2 separate regions of the Sus scrofa genome follow, and region 2 is linked to region 1. Evidence: chromatin contacts called from public Hi-C data. All regions are on one chromosome and are shown on one strand. The core of a region is the stretch at or near the end of the contact, and the rest is flanking DNA. Distances in the headings are between cores, read along the strand shown. Region 1 overlaps XPC (DNA repair protein complementing XP-C cells). Region 2 holds the start of CHCHD4 (coiled-coil-helix-coiled-coil-helix domain containing 4).

Evidence for each region. A called contact is a pair of places that touch in the nucleus more often than the background predicts.
Region 2: a Hi-C map of liver shows a contact between it and region 1, with 2.4 times the contacts expected there. The contact joins the promoter of CHCHD4 here to the enhancer-like site in region 1. A contact is called at or near these places in 5 of 47 Hi-C or Micro-C datasets (heart right ventricle, liver, psoas muscle and 2 more) and 2 of 2 datasets of contacts at active chromatin or transcription factors (alveolar macrophages and skeletal muscle).

The regions. Positions count from the first base shown.
Region 1 is chr13:70,365,874-70,368,827 of Sscrofa11.1, reverse strand. XPC (DNA repair protein complementing XP-C cells) reads right to left here. Exons shown (of 15, transcript XM_021069376.1): 3 at 2,037-2,155. Among named protein-coding and RNA genes, the nearest start is that of XPC, 19 kb to the right of the region's middle. Within about 2 kb of position 1,572, at least 6 of the 83 cell types and tissues checked have an H3K27ac peak or open chromatin away from gene starts, as enhancers often do. A contact at or near this core is called in liver, where this site is marked.
Region 2 is chr13:70,415,749-70,418,702 of Sscrofa11.1, reverse strand. It overlaps CHCHD4 (coiled-coil-helix-coiled-coil-helix domain containing 4), which reads right to left and starts at 1,377. Exons shown (of 3, transcript NM_001243499.1): 1 at 1,184-1,377. The coding sequence starts at 1,205. It overlaps TMEM43 (transmembrane protein 43), which reads left to right and starts at 1,490. Exons shown (of 12, transcript XM_021069380.1): 1 at 1,490-1,726. The coding sequence starts at 1,715.

The DNA.
Region 1 (2,954 bases), core at 323-2,822:
CACAGTGTCGCTAGCTTCCAGGGGCTCCTGTGGCACAGTCTGAAGATCAGAAAGTATAATGAGGATAACTGACAACAATATTATCCATAGTGATATTTAAAATAAATACAATTTTTTTTTTTTTTTTGTCTTTTTGCCATTTCTTGGGCCGCTCCCGTGGCATATGGAAGTTCCCAGGCTAGGGGTCGAATTGGAGCTGAAGCCGCTGGCCTACACCAGGGCCACAGCAACGCTGGATCCGAGCCGCGTCTGCAACCTACACCACAGCTCACAGCAATGCCGGATCATTACCCACTGAGCAAGGGCGGGGATCGAACCCGCAACCTCATGGTTCCCAGTCGGATTCGTTAACCACTGTGCCACGTCGGGAACTCCCCAAAATAAATACAATTCTTAAAAGGGAGAGCTTTTCATTATAGATCAAAGCTGGCTAGTAAATACACATGAAATGACAGAATCAGAACATTGCCACTTTGCAACACTCAATGTAATAATCTTTGATTCAGTTGAGGTCATCAACGCACATTCTAAGACCGTTAAGTAAAAAGTGATTGTGGAACATGACATTCTCCTGGACTCAGAGTTCCATTAGAGATGATCAACTACAAAAGGAAGAGGTACCTCAACAATGGCACCATCAGTAACACAGACAAGGTCAATCTCAGCATCCCTAGCAGACCGCCTGAAGTCAAGTGCCTCTGCCTCTTGATGCACACAATATGAAGCACAAAGCTCTGAGGTATTCTTGCCAAAAAACCTTTCAATCTAAATGCAACCAAGTCTCTGGACTTACCTTACAGTTTATAAGAAATTCAGGGGATGCTGAAACAAACTTACCACCACCCTGAGATGTCTGAGTGTTTACCAGGCAAAACCAGAATATGAGACATTCCACAACACAAGAGGCCAGGACTCCGAAAAAAAGCATGGCTATAAAAAGCTTAAAAGGTAGTCGGGGGGGTCCCCGCTCTAGATTAAAGAGACCAAACGAAAAGAACCAAAAACCCTTATTTGATCCTGCATGGGGGACAGGGGAACAGCTTTAAAGAATAGTTTTATAACAAGAGGGAGTTAATCTAGGTGTGGTAAGGATATTTCATTATGTAGGAGAATGTCTAATTCTTATGAGATCCCTGCTGAAGTCTCTACAAGTGAAAAATCAGGATATTTGAGATTTACTTTCACGTGACTCCACGATGAATATTTACAGAGAGAAAGACACATTCAATATGGCACAACAAAAAGCTTAGTGAGTCTAGGTGAAGAGCGCCAAGACGACATTTCGATTTCTTTGTAGGTTTGAACATTTTAAAAATAAGAAGCTGGAGAAAAGTCATGCTAGGCAGGAATCAGAGATGGTGACATTAGCTGCCATTTAAGTATATGGGGCACTAGGTCCAGCTTTTTGCTCACAACAATCCTGGAGCCTAGACCATCCGGCTCCGAGTGAGCATTCGATATTTACTGAATGTTAACAGTGAAAAACTCGGCTTGGACAGGTGGAGTTACTCATTCACACAGCTAGACAGGAGGCAGAACTGGACTCTGAACCAGGTCTAAGTCCTCCCAAAGCCTAGGCTCTCTCTTTCATAACCTCCTCCACTGACCGCAACCAGAGGAAAGGAATACACAACATGCTTTGGTAACCTGGTCATGAATTTTTCCATACATCAAAAGCAAGGCCCTGGATGGAGTTTCTGCTGTGGCACAATGGGTTAAGAATCCGACTGCTGAGGCTCAGGTTTGAGCCCTGGCCCACTTCAGTGGGTTAAAGGATCCAGCATGGCTGCAGCATACTTCCCAGCTGCGGCTCGTATTTAATTTAATCCCTGGCCTGGGAACTTCCATATGTCCTGGGTGTGAACATATTAAAAAAAAAAAAAAAAAAAAAAAAAAATCAAGTCCCTAGTGCAACCTCATTTTTGTCTTATTAGTTTCAAAAGAAAAGAACAGGATTGCAGTACGTGACACAACTCCAAACAGAATCAAACAGAAAAACAAGATCAAAGAACCCAGAGAGAGGGGAAGAGCCTTACCTTCCACCTCTTCCCAGTCATCCTCACTGTCCTCCTCGGCATCCCCTTCGCAGGCCCCTGTGTCCACGGCAGCCTCTTTCTTTGGAAGGTGCGTCTTCTTCCGGGCGCTTGTAAAGTCCCTGTGTAGAGATAACAGAAAGGATGATAAAGGCACCTCAGACATCCTGGCACCACATTTACGCTAAGCAGAGCTTTGAGGGCCCCATCTATTGAGATTCTGTTGCGATTAGTTGCCCATGACCTGTGAGCTCTGAGCCCCCTCCTTCATCCTTTATCAGCACAGACCTCGAGTTCCCAACAAGATGAGTCCTAATTATGGCCCCAGCACCAGATGGACCCTCAAAATAGGAGGAACCTACAACCTAGAGCTGAGCGGAGGGGAACTGTGGGAAGAAATCAGATAGCGTGAGTTCTAGGAGTAAAAGCTTACTGTCTGTATGAACACATGTGAGCCAGATGTCAGAAAGAAGAGGGAATTCACATTTGCTGACCCCACCATGAGCCAACTCAGAAGATTCTTTCCCTACCTTTGAGAAACAGGACAAAAGGACACTGAAGTTGCCAGAATTCTAACTTCTAGGTAAGTAGGGACGTGACTATATGCAGGAATGTCATATATAAAAACAGGCCCATGGACAGCTAGGTAGTTAAGTAGATAACTATGTAGATAAGTAGCTGGCTAAATGCTGGCTCAAGACTAAATGGTTGCTAATATGTAATATATTAATGCAAATTCTAAACACACTATGTGTTTAAAGCATTGAGTTTCTTTTAGCTTTTGTAAGACTTGACACATGGTATCAAGTGAAAATATTACCAAGATTTTAGCACAGACATTTAAAATAATAAGCCTCAGGCGAGTTCCCACTGTGGCTGAGCGATAATGAATCTGACTAGGATCCATGAGGAGGTGGGTTC
Region 2 (2,954 bases), core at 128-2,627, 50 kb before region 1:
TCTAACAAAGCGGTGAGGGCAGAGGACTTTTGCTCAAGGCAGAGTTAAATATCAATCAATTAAAATAGCACTCATTAGAGACATCGTGAGTATTATGACTTTATGACCCAGGGAAGGAGGGTTCTGGAAGCAGAATGGGGTACTGGGGGAAAGGCCTAGCATTTTAGATTGAGCTGTTTTCCTACCTAAGCATGACCTTGGGTAGATCACCTCCATCTCTGGGCTTAAGGGTCCCTCAATGACCTGAGGGAGCTAGACTATTCATTAAAGAATTTCAGGGAGAGTTCCAGCTCTCTCTGGAGCTTTAAAGTCTCAGGTGTTCACCATCACCCTCACCTGGCACTAAAAAGGTGCTTCATGAATATGTGGAGAAGGAAGGAAGGCCTACTTCTCATTTTACAAGACTGAACACTGGGCCTTGGAGGGGCTGGGTGACAGCTCAGGGACAAAGAGCCAGTTAGCGGTTGTGCGCGGAGGCCCTCGAACCCCTGGCCTGGAGACTTCTGGGGTTCCAGGAGAGGTAACAAGGAGAGAGACCATAGACAGAAACCTATTTAGTTTTGTTTTTTTGGGGGGTTGTCTTCCCAACGGAAGGCTCCCTGGAATCCACTGGTCACCAGGCTGGGCAGCTCTGGAATCAGACCGCGGGGGTCCAACCCCAGCTTCCGGACTTGCCGGCATCATGGCATTAGCCTAGTCACCTCTGGGTCGCTGTTTACTCTCGGGAAATGAACAGGGCCTGGCTTAGGGCGCACCAGCGCCTGACCGGTCCCCTCGGGCGGTACTCCACGCCGCAGCACAGAGCACGCCGAGGGCGACTTTCCAGGACTGTTGACGGGCGGCGCAAACCGGAACACGTGGTGTGGGTAAGCGCCATAGTAACAATTAATACCTATAAACTCTCCGTTAGGAGCCAGCGGCAGCGCGCTCGCACTCCTCCGACCCCCAGGCCTAATTTAAGAGCTCTCTCACGTGGTGGTCCCTCAGACGTCCGGGTTCGAGCCTCACGGTGACCTTGGACCGCCTCGCTTCTCCCCGCTGCCCATCTGTAAAGCGGGGATGGAGACCCGACGCAAGGGTCCGAGGACTATCTTCCGCACCAGTGGTGGGGCGCGGGGGCCGCACAATCCGCCTGTTCCCTGCAGGCCCTCGTAGGCCGTCTCTAGGTACCCCGCCCTCCTACCTTCCTGCCGGCAGTAGGCCATAGTGCAGCCCGGCGCTCCAACCTCGCGGTGATCGCGGTGGCTGCCTCACGCCGTGACCTCTCCCCGGCGAGGCGGGCGGCTGGGAGGCCCGTGCGGACCCGCCCCCTCCAGGCCTGCCCTCCGCGCGCCTGCCTCGGAGCTCCTAGCCCGGCCTTCTCAACCGGGAACTACATTTCCCAGCAGGCCGCGCGCCGCCGAGCAACTCCCTAGACAGAAGGAACTGCAATTCCCAGAATGACCTGCAATGCGCAGGTGCACCAGTGAGGTACCGGGTAGGTTGCAACTTCCGGAGAGGGCACCAGACTACGTTTCCCAGGAGGAGGCGCGGCGGGCGAGAGCAGAAAAACCGCGGCTTGCGGGGCGTTGCTCTGTAGCGCATCCTAGGGCTCCGGGCTTCCCGCGCCTTTTGGCCGCCATCTGGCTGTCGAGAGGTGGCGGGATTCCGTGGTGCAGCCGTAAGTCCGTTTTCTTGCTGAGCCGAGTGAGGCGGGCGGTGACCGGATCCTGCCATGGCTGCGAACGTGAGTGTCCCCGGCTTCGCCGGCCACACCCAGGCTGCCTCGTCCACTCTCCCGGCCGCCCGCCGTAGCCCCTTGTGCGGCTAACCGCCTCCGTGCAGCCGGCCCTTCCTCCCTCTCGCTCCCGGGTCCGCTCCTTCCGGCAGGGCAGCCAGGTCGTCCGTACGTGCGGTCAGCACCCGGTGGTCCACGTCCTCCTCGGGGGCGCGTGGTGGTAGAGACGCAACCTCTGGAGGTGTGGCTCTGTCTCCGGGTCCGCTTATGTGCGGCGCCTCCGCGCAGCTCCTTCTTTCCTTCTCGGTTCCCGCCTGCGCCTTTGGGATTCTCACATTTGCGGACTTGAGAGTTGGACGGGACTTCAGACAGGAGTCCCCCATGGGGTGTGTGGGGAGGCAGATATCGCCCTGGTGAAGCTGTCCAGAAACGCACTGTCCTAGCAGGCACTGAGGTCCCCGCTCCAGGGAGTATGTAAACCAAGGCTCTGATGTTGTGCAGAGGGGCAGACTAGTTTGGAGCAGAGGAGTTAGCATGACTGGGAGAGGGAGCATTTCCCTACTGCTGGCCCCTCGTCTTCCTGGCTTTGGCTTGGTTGGAAAGGCCCTGGCTGAGGGCGGTGCCCTTGGAAAGGCAGCTGCTTTTCTCCCTGCTTTTCTGAGGAACCTTTCTATTTAAGCCCCACATTCATTCAACAAACCGAGGGGCACCTGCCAACAGGGTGCTGGGTGTGGGAGAAGCTGGTGACTCATGTTCCTGTCTTCTGCAAAAGTGCCTCTGGTGCCAGCTCGGAGCCCAGCCAGCTGAGGCACTCCCTCCCTCCTGCTTTGGTGGCATGTCCTAACCACTCTCTCTCTTGGCCTTTCACACCCTCTTAACAGGCCCTTCCTCTGTCCCCAAGGTCCTCTCTGCCTTCCACACCCCCTGAGAAGCCAGGGTTTGCCTCACCCACAGCCCCAGCACACTTTGCCTGAGTTTGCATTGTCTGGGAGGCCAAGAAGCCTTTGAAAAAGCACCTAGAAAAGCCTCAGAGGTGGTCCGGGAGACCCAGGGTCTTCCCTCGGCAGAGCGCAGTCAGGAGACCGCCAGCCCCCCCTCCATAATGACCACTTTACAGATAGGGAACTTTCCCAGCAGAGAAAGGCCCTGCCCAGGGTTGCAGAGCCAGCCTGGCAGGCTACATCTTGGGTGAGCGTAGCAGGCTTTGGAGTCGGGCTGACAAGTGGTCTTAATCTCT